3 separate regions of the Sus scrofa genome follow, and regions 2 and 3 are each linked to region 1. A link is a contact called in public HiChIP or PLAC-seq data. All regions are on one chromosome and are shown on one strand. Each heading gives the region's core, a stretch centred on a gene start, on an enhancer-like site or on the middle of the called end of the contact. The rest is flanking DNA. Distances are from core to core; before and after follow the strand shown. Region 1 holds the start of GLRX (glutaredoxin). Region 2 holds the start of RFESD (Rieske domain-containing protein). Region 3 holds the start of ELL2 (RNA polymerase II elongation factor ELL2).

Region 1 (4,326 bases), core at 562-3,061:
TAATTGGCTTGGGGTATAACTTGAGCATTAAAAAAAGGCTCCTCAGGAGTTCCCGTCATGGCACAGAGGAAATGAATCTGACTAGGAACCATGAGGTTTCTGGTTGAATCCCTGGCCTCGCTCAGTGGGTTAAGGATCTGGTGAGCTGTGGTGTAAGTCATAGTCGCAGCTTAGATCTGGAGTGGCTGGGGCTGGGGCATAGGCTGGCAGCTGTAGCTGATTTGACCCCTAGACTGGGAACCTCCATATACCTTGGGTGCAGACCTAAAAAAGCAAAGTAAATTAAAAAAAATTTTTAAAGCCCCTCAGGTGATTCTAATGTGCAGCAAAATTTAGGAACCACTGGCCGAGAGACCATCAGAGCTGGGCCATGGCAGTACTTGCCCTGCCCTTTCCCCCTCAGGACCGGGGCAACCTACACAGCTGGTGGTCCAGCCAAGCAGCAAGAGGCTTTCTGGCCATGGTGTCCTGTTCCAGGGCCTTCCAGAGACCAGGGTCCTCAGACCCCAGCCAGGGCCCTGGAAACAATAGGGTAACATGTATGGCCTCCCTCCCTCTCTGCACCAGAAAGCTGACTTCTGACTAGAGAGGTAGGAGAGAAACAGCCTCCCCTTCTTTACCCTAAGAACCCAGAGAAAACCCTGCAAGTCAAACTAAACCTGAGCTAGGATACATGCTTCTGTGCACACCATGTGGTAGAATGTGCACCCTGAAAGGGAGCTTGGCTGAGCTGGTGGGACATCCCTCACCAACCCCCGTCCCCAGCACCTGAACTGCTACTGGTGACCTGGCTGGCTGGCTGAGGAAGAGGAAGCCTTTTCAGAAAGGGAGCGGCTCCTAGGGTCTCACTGTCTGTCCACAGCAAACAGGAAGTAGAGGTGGCCTACTCCAGCGTGGCGCTGCAGCCAGGAGGTCGCTGGCAGTCACAGAGGAGGTGACTTGCCAGGATCAACCAGCAAGCCATTGTGAGAGCCATCCGGACTCTGGCCTCCCTCCCTACTCTTGACAGGTCTGGAAATATCCCGTCATTTAGAATGAGGTTCTTCCCTGGGAGGAGTTAGATAGGATATGGAAAAATGAGCAAATTAGGTTAAGTTTAAAGAGATCCTGGAGGTAAGACTGAAGGGCAGCAAATCCTCCTTGGCCATGTGAACCCAGAGGAAAAAGTGCCGGCGGTTCTAACTCAACAACAGAAATGTACAGCTCACACTTGGCTCCTCCACCCCTCCTCCCACTTCAGCCCTCAAACTGTCACTTCTCGGCAGTGCTTAAGACAAAGACTCCAGATAGCTCCTCAGTGACTCCAGGACAGCTGCTGGGCCCATGACCCTGACGCACAGCACGGTCAGCTGTGCTCTGTCCTCTGATCCGAGAGCACCTTTGGCTGAAGTCCAGCCACCCTTTCAAGGAAGCAGTGTCTTCTCTCCGGCACCCTCCCCCTCCCCACACAGCCCTCCCGCTGCCTGGAGTGACGGAGCCCTAGCGGTGTCCTAGAGGAAGGCAAAGGCATCCCCTGTTCACACCCCAGGCAAGAAAAAGGAATCCGGGAGCCTTTTATCCAACCTTCCGAATGAAACCCCCGGCTCACCGTTCTGGCTCCTGTGAGCTGTTGCAGATAATCTTGAATCTCGTTGGTGTCACTGGTGGCTGTAATATCGACAAATTCCAGAAGCCCTTCTTTGAAGGGCAATTGGCTGAGGAGCTCCTGTGTCTTTCTGCAGAAGGGGCAGGTGGGCTTGATGAAAACTACCACCTTCCCAGGCTGGATTTTGCTGTTCACAAATGCTTGAGCCATGCTGACAGGCGGCTGCCTCCCCGGAGGAAACCTCAACAGAAGGTATTGCTCGGGTGTAAAACGGAGGCCCCAGCCAGCGGGCTTTCATTTAAAGGAACCTCCCTGGAGGAGGAGTTTGCCTGGTAGCGTGCTCAACTTTTAAAGGGCCAGCCCCGAAGTCATTTCAGTTGGAGTGATTCACCAGCTAGACCTCTGGAGGAAGGCGCGCTTGCATGCTTGCATGTCATCATCAGCGGCTGTGCCCAGGGCATCACTGACCTCAGCTCTTTTAGGAATGCCCATCCTTGGAAAAAGAGCAGAGTCACCTTACTCTCTGAGGAAGCATTAAGTGTACAGACCAGTCCCAGAGGGGGTGGGCTGAGCAGGCAGGGTCTTCTTAGAGTTAAATCTTTGTTGTCTCTCTCAGAGTCACGGTTCCTAAAGACACATGCAAACAGAATCATTCAAGAAACAGAACGAACGCGCCAAAATATCTTTAGAGGAAGTGAAATTGAAATGGTGGCTTTGCGTCCTGTCTTGCTTGGCTAGCACTGTTTGCTGTTGTGACTGTTTAATGGAATTTCCAACATTTAAACATCTGGGGATTTCACAGAAGAACCTAGACTTGGCACCTCTATGAAAAGTCAGTTCACCCTCATGTGTGGCAGTAGCTGGGGCTGAGATGCTCAGGTCTGCCCACAGGCATGGGGGTTGGGGAGTGCTGGCTCCTACCTTCTGGACACCTGCCACTCATTCCTTAGCGTTTGAGTTTGTGACCCTTGACAGCAGTTTCGCAAGGCAGCAAATTCTAACACAAACCCTAATTTCAAAGTGCCAATTCCATGTGGGGCCTTTTCTCTCTTTGATCCTTTGTTTATGACCCTTTGTTTTCACTGTTGTTGAGTCGAGGACGTGGTGTAATAACTCACTTATCACATTCATCACATTTACCTGCTCTTTCCCTGGTGCCCACATGCTCAGGGGGTGGTGAGTGAGGTCTGTTGTTCCAGGACTGACTATGACCCCTCTGCGTGCAGGGTGTTAAATAAAGAAATCAGGGAATACTACCTCCTTTAAAAATGAACTCTCCTTTTCCCCAGGAAGTTTTACACTGAAATCAGGACCCCCGCCAGAGCTGCCCACCTTCACTGATGGTCCCTTCAGAAGCCGGAGCCTAATGTCATCCAGAGAAGGGAAGAAAGTTGATTCCCAGAAGCAGCTCTAATTATTACTAAAGCTAAATGGCAAAGCAAGAAACCCAGATGCTAAGACACAAAGAAGGACTGATAGTTAAGATCTCTGTCAGCAAATGGAACATGTTGCGGGGGAAGGCCTGAGGTGACTGGGCCTCCTCAGGGCTTGGGACTTCTCAGCCCTCAGCTTTCCTGAATAAGCTCCTGGCAGAGTCCTTGTCACCTCTCTTTGTCTCTTTCCTTTAGCTCAGACTCCTGCAGCCCAGGCTCTCTTCAGGGCCACCCTTGGCTCACTGGCCCAAGGTTCCTCAGCCCACCTTGTGCCTGGCGATCCCCTCAGAACGGCTTTCTTCTCAGTGTCTGGGGTTAGCCTCTCCCTCTCCGCTGGCTCTTTGTCTTCGGCATGTGACTCTGGTCACATCTGTCCCTTGTTACAAACACCACCCCCACCTTCCATCGCTTTTGATCCTGCTTCCTTGCCTCTGTCCTTCCCTACCAGCCAATCTCATGGAACTTGCTGCTTTGTTTGCCATCTGTACTGACTCACCTCTGCTGCCTGTCCCTGCCTCAATGCAATCTGACTTCCTTATCTGCTGAAATTCCTCTGGCCAGCATCACTCAGACCTCCACATTGCTAAGTCACCTTGTAGCCAAGTGTCCTGACTGAGACTCACTCAGATTTATGGGTGTGGAGTTGTTGTTAAACTGGTGGAGTGGACCTCCCAAAGCACCTGTTTGCGTTGGATCTCCTGAGGGGTTTGGGTACCTAGGCAGAGACTTGGCTGCAGAAGGGGGCGCTATTGTCTGGCCTACAGCTCAGGCCCCGGGGACTGGTGTCTGGAGCCTTAGGACAGATGGCCACAGGACACAACTGCAGATTTCAAGGCTTTTTTATGAGTCATGGAACACAGATAGCAAAGAAGGGGAGACTTCTCTATTGCTCAGAAATGCTGTGGCTTTAGCTCAGTGACGAATTCAGAGGAGTTCCTGTCGTGGCCAAACAGAAATGACTCGTATTCTTGAGGATGTGGGTTCAACCTCTGGGACCTACTCAGTGGGTTAAGGATCCGGCATTGCTGTGAGCTGTGTTGTAGGTTACAGATGCAGCTTGGATCTGGTGTTGCTGTGCCTGTGGTGTAGACTAGCAGCTGCAGCTCCAATTCAACCCCTAGCCTGGGAACCTCTATATGCCACAGGTTCAGCCCTAAAAAAAAAAGAATTCAGGAGTTCCCGTCGTGGCGCAGTGGTTAACGAATCCGACTAGGAACCATGAGGTTGCGGGTTCGGTCCCTGCCCTTGCTCAGTGGGTTAACGATCCAGCGTTGCCGTGAGCTGTGGTGTAGGTTGCAGACGTGGCTC
Region 2 (4,326 bases), core at 1,199-3,698, 190 kb before region 1:
CAACATGGATGTTTTCACTAGCTCTCAGATTTTGGCTTGGGATTGAAGGCAGGTTTTAAACCTCTCTGAGAGGAAAGTTTTGGTCTCAGAAAAGCTTGCCTGGAAACAGCTTCATGCTCAGAGCAGAGCAAGAGCTCACAAAAATGAGAAGGGATATTTCAGAGTATTTAGAGACAAAGATATTGGTGGGCAGGCTCACAGAAGGCAAGCAGGTTTTGGTGACAGGAAACAAAACTCCTTCCAGGGCTACCACTAGATGTCGCTAGTAGGAAAGGGGAGGCTGAAAGAACACAAGGAGGAAGGAACAAACAGAATGACAGAAGTAGAAACTGCCCCCACATGTCCCCAGGTAGAACTTTGTGGTGGTGTTGCCCACTCTGGCTGGAACTAATCAATTGTCAAGAAAAAAAAAAAAAGGAAAAGAAAGAGAGAGAAAGAGACAGAGGGAGACGGAGAGAGATGAAGGAAAGGAGGAAGGGAGAAAAAGAAAGAAAAGGGAAATGACAGTAGGAATCATAAATTTTATCCCGAACTGTAACAACTTTCAGATGGGCATTATGGGTTCCTGTCATTAACTCATGCACCTGTGCCAGCTAGGCTGTGCACATACGTTTGCGTCTCAGAAGTGAGAGAGGTAGTTTATTCTGCATCCCACTACAGCTTTCAAGTCATACTTTCCCATAACTAACCACATCAATACTTTAGGTAGAGATAAAAGAAAGTTGTGCGTTTCTCTCTCATTCATCTTATGCACATATGAGTGCATATCAACTGAGGTATTCAATCCATTCAAAAATTAGATTTAAGGTCAGTGGATCTAAGATGTGTCTTACTTTAATGCCTGGTTTATGCCAAAGCAAAAAAGAAGTAATACTCATTAAAAAACGGCAAACCTTACTTATTCTTTCAATGATACAAGCTGAGTACTGCTAACATGCTCCATGTGCCAATAAAATAATTTGGGATGGCTAATGGGTATTGTAAATGATAATAAATCAAATGTATTTTATTATCACTTTAGTAAAGCAATTTATCAAAACTAGATGGTTAATTTGTGCTTGGATCAGTGGAACAAATGGTCAAAAGTGAAATTATCCCATAAAATATTACTATCACATTAAAACTATACTGGGCAGAATAGAAATAAAATTGGAATCAAATCCATTATTCTGAGCTTCTCAATCTTTTACATGTTTTGGCTTACAGCATTTACATGACATACTGAGGTAAATGAAGAAGGCTCTGGGGTTTCAGCTGCCCCAAGCCCACTGGTCCTCTCTAGGACCTCAGATCAGTGTGTCATTGTATTAAATATAGACTAGTTTTTCAACCTTGAGGTCACACTAGAATTTACTGGGAAAGTTAGAAAAAATATGTTGATTCCCCCTCCTCCTACCAACCCCTAGAGAGTTATCTTATTGGTCTGTTCATCATGACTCCCGGGTGATTAAAGTGTGACCAAAGTTAAGGATCACTGCTTAGAAGACAGCCAAGGAAACTGTAAAAAAAAAAAGAAAAAAGGAAAAACAAACAAAAAAACGCTATCACACTCACATAGCTTCCAACTTTGGATGCGAATATGAGGTGCGTGGTTTGTGGGTTTTTTCTTTTTTAAAAAATTCAGAGAAAAACCCAAGTTGCAAAGTTCAAAATACAAAAGTGAAAACCTATCTCCCCTAAAGTAACCATATTTTTTTAAATGTACATATCTACACATTAGTATCTTGAGAAATAACTTTTATTTACTATAAAGAAAGCACACCACACATACTATTCCATACTCTGCTTTTTAACAAATTCATCCATATCTTGAAATCTGCTCTTGAGTATGTGGCTGCAAAGTAATTCACATGTCTAATTCTTTTTTGTTTAACCACTTCCCTGTTGATCATTAGCGCTACTGTCATTTTTCCTTGAAATAAATATCTCTGAACTTAGATTACATGCAACTGTGAGGAACTTCCGCAAATATTTTTAAAAGGTAAATTCCTAGAAGTGAGAGCCCCAGTGGTGTTTAAAATCTGGATAAATGTGGTGAGCTCAACAAACATTTAAAAATTAACTGACGGGAGTTCCCCTTATGGCTCAGCAGGTTAAAAATCCACATAGTGTCTGTGGGGAAGAGGTTAGGTCCCTGGCCTCGCTCAGTGGGTTAAGGATCCGGCATTGCCACAAGCCTAGGCGGCATAGACGGATGCAGCTCAGATCCGTTTTTGTTCGGGCATAAGCAAATGCAGCCTCAATTCCACCCCTAGCAGGAGAACCTGCACAGGACACAAGTGTGGTGGTAAAAAGAAAAAAATAAATTGGTGGCACCGAGGTTTGTCAAACATAGGATTAAGACTGTCAGTTCCAAGTCCTGGCGTGCGAGCACGGTTGGCCAGCGGCATCTGTCGGGTGGGAATCATCCAATGGCCAGTAAGGCCACGGAGGCCCTGGGGGAAGAGCATGCTCAGTCACGTGAGCGGCTTCGCCCCGCCCCTCGGAGCTTTGAGCCGTATTCCGGTCGCTGGCTCCTGCAATAGCCTTCCGCGGCGACGCAGCGACCGGGTCACACGGAGGTGGAGCGCGGGATTTGAGGAAGGTAAGTTCTGTCCCGGCCTGGGGGTTAGGCTGCCGGCCGGGCCGGGCCGGGCTTGCAAGGCTCGCTGCTTCCCTTCCGGCGGCGGCAACCTGAAGCGGCGAAGGAGACTGTCGTTTGGCATTTGCTCCAAGGCTTTGCTGAGCGCCGCGGTTCTTCCGCTGTGGACCCCAAGTCCCTTAACCATTAACGCCCAGGGCAGGCTTCCGCCCCACACTGCAAACCCATCATGCTTGTTCACCACAAAGGTTTACTGGGCTGTAGCCCGGACCTGCCGCCTCAGTGGGGCTGGCCGGGCGTTTTAAAACAAGCTTTCCTGGCATTTGTAACCTCCAACGCTTAATAACTGCCCAAGGGTTTCTGCGGCCCAGCGGTCCTAGATATCTATCTCCAGAAGTCTGTAGATGGAGCCATCCAGCACATCTGGACAGCCACGCTGGTGCTCTGTGTTTGTTGACCACAGCTCCATCTGACAGCTGCATGCTGTCTTTGCTAAAATGTTAAACACAGCTTGAGGTCATTGCCCACTGGCTAGCACGGTGGGCAGGACCTTAGCGATTATCTCTACATGATGGTAGCGTTTCTCATACTTAAGCCCTACTCGAGCCACCTGACTGTGGTCAGGCATATATATACCCCTCACCACCGCCCTATGTGCAGGGCTTTCTTAGAGCTGGCAAACTGCAGCAACACTGACTTCCCTCAAGTCATGGCAGAGCCAGGATTCAAACCCAGGTGAACTCACCTGGTGCTCACAGATCTCTAATATCACAGAGGACAGTATTGGCCTCCAGAGTGACTAAGTGATTTTATTAAATTATTAGGGAAGTATTGTTTTAAACATTCGTTGACACAACTCTTGTACATTATTGTGCCTAAATTTTTAAAAATTCAGTAGTAGTTGCCGTTGTGGATCAGCAGATTAAGAACCTGACATAGTCTCGGTGAGGATCCGGGCTCCATCCCCCTCTGCACTCAGGGGACTAAGGATCCAGAGTTGTGACAAGCTGTGGTTTGAGTTGAAGATGCCCTCAGGATCTGGTGTTGCTGTGATGTAGGCCTGCAGCTTCAGCTCTGATTCCACCCCTAACCCAAGAACATCCATATGCCACAGGTGCAAACAGCAAAAATTTTCATGAAAATCATCTTTGGAGATACACACACACACACATGGTGTATACACACACATTTACTTTGCTAGAAGTTTACTAGAAGACCACCTATTTTTATAAATCTGTGGATGCTTAGATGAAATGTTAATATTTATATATCAATGCTCACAAAGTTTACACTCAAGATCTCAGTTTGATTCTTAACTGCTATTTTGTGAATCTGGGCAAGCTTTTGTTAAGGAAGATCCTGTAGCCTTAGTTTCCTCCTCTGGAAAATAGGTATAATACCTACCCCTTGGTATTTTTGAGTATTAATGAATTCATATATGCGAAGATATGCTTTTTATATCTATTATTATTCTGCCATCCAAAAAGTTATAAAACTAATTTCTCTTCTCTGAACCTAAAAGCAAGGGTGTCATTCTGGAGCTTTGTATTCTAATAACGTGTAGGCCAAGTCCGCAAACTTAGTAAAAACGCCTCAGTGCTCTTGTGCTCAAGAATAATTTCCTTTACTTTCATGCTTCTTTCATACCCACTGTCTTATAGAACCATATGCTTTTTTAAAAATTCAACCTGAGTAGATTCCCAATGCTGGAAAGGTATCTAAGAGAGACAAAGGATCCATTTATC
Region 3 (4,326 bases), core at 481-2,980, 150 kb after region 1:
ATTTGTGCGGTTTTGCCTCCAACTCATGCCTTCCATTTAAGCATTTAAAGTGCCTGGCACTAGTGGGAGCTCAACAGATGTTAATTCCTTTCTCCACTTTTATCTGAATAACTATGACTCTGCGTCTGGGTGTCCCTCTGGCCCTCTCTGCCTGTTTTATGAGATCAGTTCCTCGGAGCTTCTTTCCTTGGTATGGACTCGATTAATTGTCGGGACGCCTTGCGGGTTCTCTCCTCCGACTGGCTCTCTTCTCAGAGCAAATGCTACCGGCCCCTCAAATGGTATATTCCTCCCCTTGCGCGATGCGTCTACTCACTCCCGTCTCCCTCGCCCATACACAGTACTGCATGTCCATAAACGGCTTGCCCAGGCACTCCGTTGCGGAGTCTCTTCGCTATGTCTCCTACTCTCTCCTTCACTTTTTTTTTTTCCCCTTCCCAGCATGAAAACGTGTCCCTGGGTTTGTTCTCCAATTGCCGAGTAAGTGAGCCTTTGCGGTGCTCGAGTTGTGTGTGTGTCCGGGATGCGCCGGAGAGTGCGAAACCCGAGTCTGCCGGGGATGCAGTGTATTCCCCCCGCCCCGGCTCCACGTCTCCCGGTCGGTGAGTCTGCCTCAGACGCGACGCGGCTTTCGGGTATAAGGACCACGGAGAATCGCTCTCCTCAGTAACCGAAGTCTGTGCTCCCGGCTGAGCGCTGGGTGTGTGTGATTCCCGGTACTCCGTGCTGTGTCTCTGGGAACGCGAAGCGCCCGTGTACTCGAGTCCCTGGAAGTGCAAGGTGTGTCCCCCTCCTCCCTGGCACGCCAAGCGTCCGTGTCTCAGCCTTTGAGAGTACACGGTGTGCCCCCCCAACCTTCGCGAAGCGCCTGTGTCCCCAAGTCCCTGAGTACAATGTGTGTCCCACATTCATACGCGGAGGGCCAGTGTCCCTGACTTTTCGGATCCACGGTGGTACCCTCAAACCGCGAACGCCAAGTGCCTGCGAGTCCTCTTGTAAGTCGTTACCGAAGGCTGCCCTCCCCCCCCAACCCCCGCCCCGCCGCCATGGGCAGCACAGCCATCTCACTTGTCTCCCTGGTGCCTTTCTTTCCCGTTGGGACAGAAAAGGCAGAAAACCCGCGGGCGCCGTCGGAAAGTCCCGCAGCGGCAGCGCAGCGGAACCGCGGCTGCGGCTGCCTCGGCCCCGCCGCCAGGGGCCGCCCGCCCGCCCGCTTCCAACGCCCCGGCGCCCGGCTGGCCCGGGACGGCGGCGTTAGCTACTCTGCCCGGCCCTGCCCAGCTCTGCCGCCGCGGGCGCTGACGGCAGCCGCGGCAAGCCACCGCTCCGCCGGCCCCAAGCCAGGTGCCAAGACAAGAGGAGGCGCGGTGGGTCAGTGAGGGACGCCCTTTTCCTCCCTAAGCCCGGCCGGTCGGCCGACCGCCCAGCTCACCTTGTGGCTCTGGTAGGTCTCGAGCGCGCGGATCGCCGTCTCGGTGAGCTTCACATGCAGTACGGTGATGTTGTCCTGTCCAAGTCTCCCGCACGACAGCCCGTAGCGCTGCTCCTCCCGCAGGCCCGCCGCCCCCCCTGCCGCCATCTTAAACTCCCCCGGGTGCCGCCGCCGACGCCGCTCGGGCTCTAGGCTCCACTGCGGCCGCGGCTGCTCGGGCTTCTGCAGCCGCCGCCACAGCTACGGCCATCCCGCTGCTGACGTACTGTCATATACTGCGCGCAGCCAGACCTCGGGCTGCCACCGCCGCCACCCGCCCCACCCTCCGGCCTCGCGCCCCGCCCCGGGCTCGTCTCATTGGTCCCAGTTCCCCTCGGAGCCTCCCTCATTGGCCGCCCTCCACTCTCACAGGGGCGGAGCCCAAAGTCGCTGGAGTTTTGCTCCCGGGACGGGACGTCCGAGAGGTGAGAGGCTGACGTTGGGGTGACGCGCCAACTTAATCACACCTGACGTCACGTCTGGTCGTCTTGGCTCACCGGTCGCGATTGGCCAGGCTCGTTTGGGGGATCCCCTGCTAATTGGGTGCCCAGGTTGCCTGGTCCTGTTACCTGGAGTCGGAGCTCCGCCCCTTGGGGGGAGAGTAGTGGAGAGTCGGGAGTGTGGGGGGAATATTTCCTGCGCTGGTGGTCCTTGGAGAAGAGGATCCCCACCCAAAATAAGTGGCCAAGTAAGCCTAGTAAGGACTTTGTCCCCCGACGGGCTGGGTTAGCTTGTGGAGTAGGGGGCGTGCTGGTGAGGGAGGTCGTAGTAGGCGGAGTCACTGGAGAGTCTCTCCTCAAAATTTAGCGCTAGTATTGAGCGGATGAAATTGGGGAGGACGCCCTTCTTCGTCATTTCGCCCTAAATCTGAAGTTAGTGATTTAGCCCTTGGCTTTAAGATTTGTGCTAGATTGTGTGGAGCATCTTAAGTACAACACCATGCCTTAAATCTCCTTAGTGCGATGGGCATGGTATTATAGAAAACAGAATTTAAAGGTTTTTTTTTTCCACGCCATGCCCTCTTGTGATCCAGAGAAAAATAAACTGGAGTTCGCCGTGGGGGCAGGGTTGTGCTTTTTATGGGACTTGGAGAGGTGCTTAGGGTTGAGATGACATCTCCTTTCAAAGGGTTGTTAGAAGGGTATAAGTGTCCTTGACCTAAATTAAGAGAAGCATGGACATGGTTCTCTGGTTCGTTTGGGTTCTGTCCATTTCATTTGACAGGGATGTAGGAGAACCTTGCTAGAGTTTAAGCAATTGATGTTAGGTGGAGGAGATGGGTGTGTGAGGGGGTGCGGAGGCTGGACGTGCTTTCCATTCCTCGCGATGCTCCGCGTGTAGGCGTGGCTAAACCAAGGAGCCTAATCACCGCCCTCTTCAGGCTGCGTGTGGATGGACCGACACAGGCTTCCAGTCAGAGAGGATGAATTAACTGGGTGATCAGAAACACCGGAGGAAAACAAACCGTTAAAAGTCTTGAAATTGTTGCAAGGCAGTTTTTTGAAAATTACTTTAAAAAAATTGAGACGGTTGTTGTTTCCCTCAGATTGTAAAACCTTGTTGCGTTTTATAAGGATTCCCCAGAAAAATTTATAGGTACTTAATTAGTATTTCCCATACGTTTCAATTGGATAGAGCTATGATTTTCCAGAAAGTGGGAGTTTATCATGATTTCCTCAGCCCCCTTAATAAATACTCCAGCCTAAATCTACATTACCTCTTGACTCGGACCCTCAAGCATTTTAAGTGCATAATACAAATTACGGAAGGAATTCTCCTTCCAATAGTATATGAGTTAAGTGGAAACGCCTGCATTAAGGGTTGTGGCATCACAGGAGAGCATTTTTAAATCTGACTTTATTTCAATCCAGTAGATTTGGCTAGCAGTTAAACATGATTAACACTTGTTAATTTACTTTACTAGAGTGTTATCTTAAATTCATTGAAAAAATTAAGGCAATCACAAATTTGAGAAGTAATTTTATACTTGAATTATTCTTTTCTGCTGTTTGCTTTACACTGATAGGGAAGGTGTGACCACATATCTAAAGCTTTAATTATTTGGGGGGCGGGGGTGGGGGGGAGTTTGACCAGAACAAGTAAAACCTGTATCCCATTGCTTTTCTGATGAAGATGGGTAAATCCCCACCCACATGGCATCTACACTTGGCCTCCTCTTACTCAGAACTTCTGATGACATCCAAGGGGTGGGGGAGGAGCAAGGGTGGTTTTCATTCTAGTTTTCAAATGTCTGACCTGTAGCCCCTTAATAGAATTTCTTTTCTTAATTGTGGTTGGAAAAGTTTTCTCGTGCCCTGTTTTAGTGAGTAACCTAATCTTTGAGTAATATATTATTGTAGCGAGTTATTGTTTGTTTGTATTTTTCCCCTTTCGAACATTTCAACTATGGAAGGAAGCCATGACCGTGTACAAAGTAATAGGGTAATCTAGTTGTGTGTCTCTTCAGTGCATAGTACATATTATGCCTGCCTGAATCAAACAGGCAAGTTGTGATACTGATAAGGATAATTCACGGAGTTGATGAAAGGTGCTCTTTGGGAAGCTTGCCATTTTATAGATATGTTCTGTCATTATTCAGTTTAACAAACACTTACTGAATGCTAAATAAATGTAAAATGCTGTGAAAGATTTAAAACTTAAACAGCAGTCTCTTATTTTAAGGGATTTTCTGTTTGAATATGGGGAATGAACCAAAAAATCCAAAGGAGGGTGACTGGAAAATTAGTAAGTGTTGGAGTTCCCATTGTGGCTCAGGGGTAACAAACCTGAGTAGTATCCATGAGGATGTGGTTTCTGTCCCTGGCCTCACTCAGGAGGTTAAGGATCTGCCAGTG

Evidence for each region. HiChIP or PLAC-seq counts read pairs in DNA pulled down with a chosen protein or histone mark.
Region 2: a contact with region 1 is called in an H3K27ac HiChIP or PLAC-seq map of alveolar macrophages. The contact joins the promoter of RFESD here to the promoter of GLRX in region 1. A contact is called at or near these places in 2 of 47 Hi-C or Micro-C datasets (heart right ventricle and liver) and 2 of 2 datasets of contacts at active chromatin or transcription factors (alveolar macrophages and skeletal muscle).
Region 3: a contact with region 1 is called in an H3K27ac HiChIP or PLAC-seq map of alveolar macrophages. The contact joins the promoter of ELL2 here to the promoter of GLRX in region 1. A contact is called at or near these places in 2 of 47 Hi-C or Micro-C datasets (embryonic fibroblasts and liver) and 1 of 2 datasets of contacts at active chromatin or transcription factors (alveolar macrophages).

The regions. Positions count from the first base shown.
Region 1 is chr2:102,435,950-102,440,275 of Sscrofa11.1, forward strand. It overlaps GLRX (glutaredoxin), which reads right to left and starts at 1,812. Exons shown (of 3, transcript NM_214233.1): 1 at 1,589-1,812. The coding sequence starts at 1,795.
Region 2 is chr2:102,241,340-102,245,665 of Sscrofa11.1, forward strand. It overlaps RFESD (Rieske domain-containing protein), which reads left to right and starts at 2,449. Exons shown (of 4, transcript XM_003123769.5): 1 at 2,449-2,584.
Region 3 is chr2:102,589,686-102,594,011 of Sscrofa11.1, forward strand. It overlaps ELL2 (RNA polymerase II elongation factor ELL2), which reads right to left and starts at 1,731. Exons shown (of 12, transcript XM_003123796.5): 1 at 1,433-1,731. The coding sequence starts at 1,579. It overlaps LOC106508433 (a long non-coding RNA gene), which reads left to right and starts at 1,903. Exons shown (of 16, transcript XR_002342060.1): 1 at 1,903-2,159.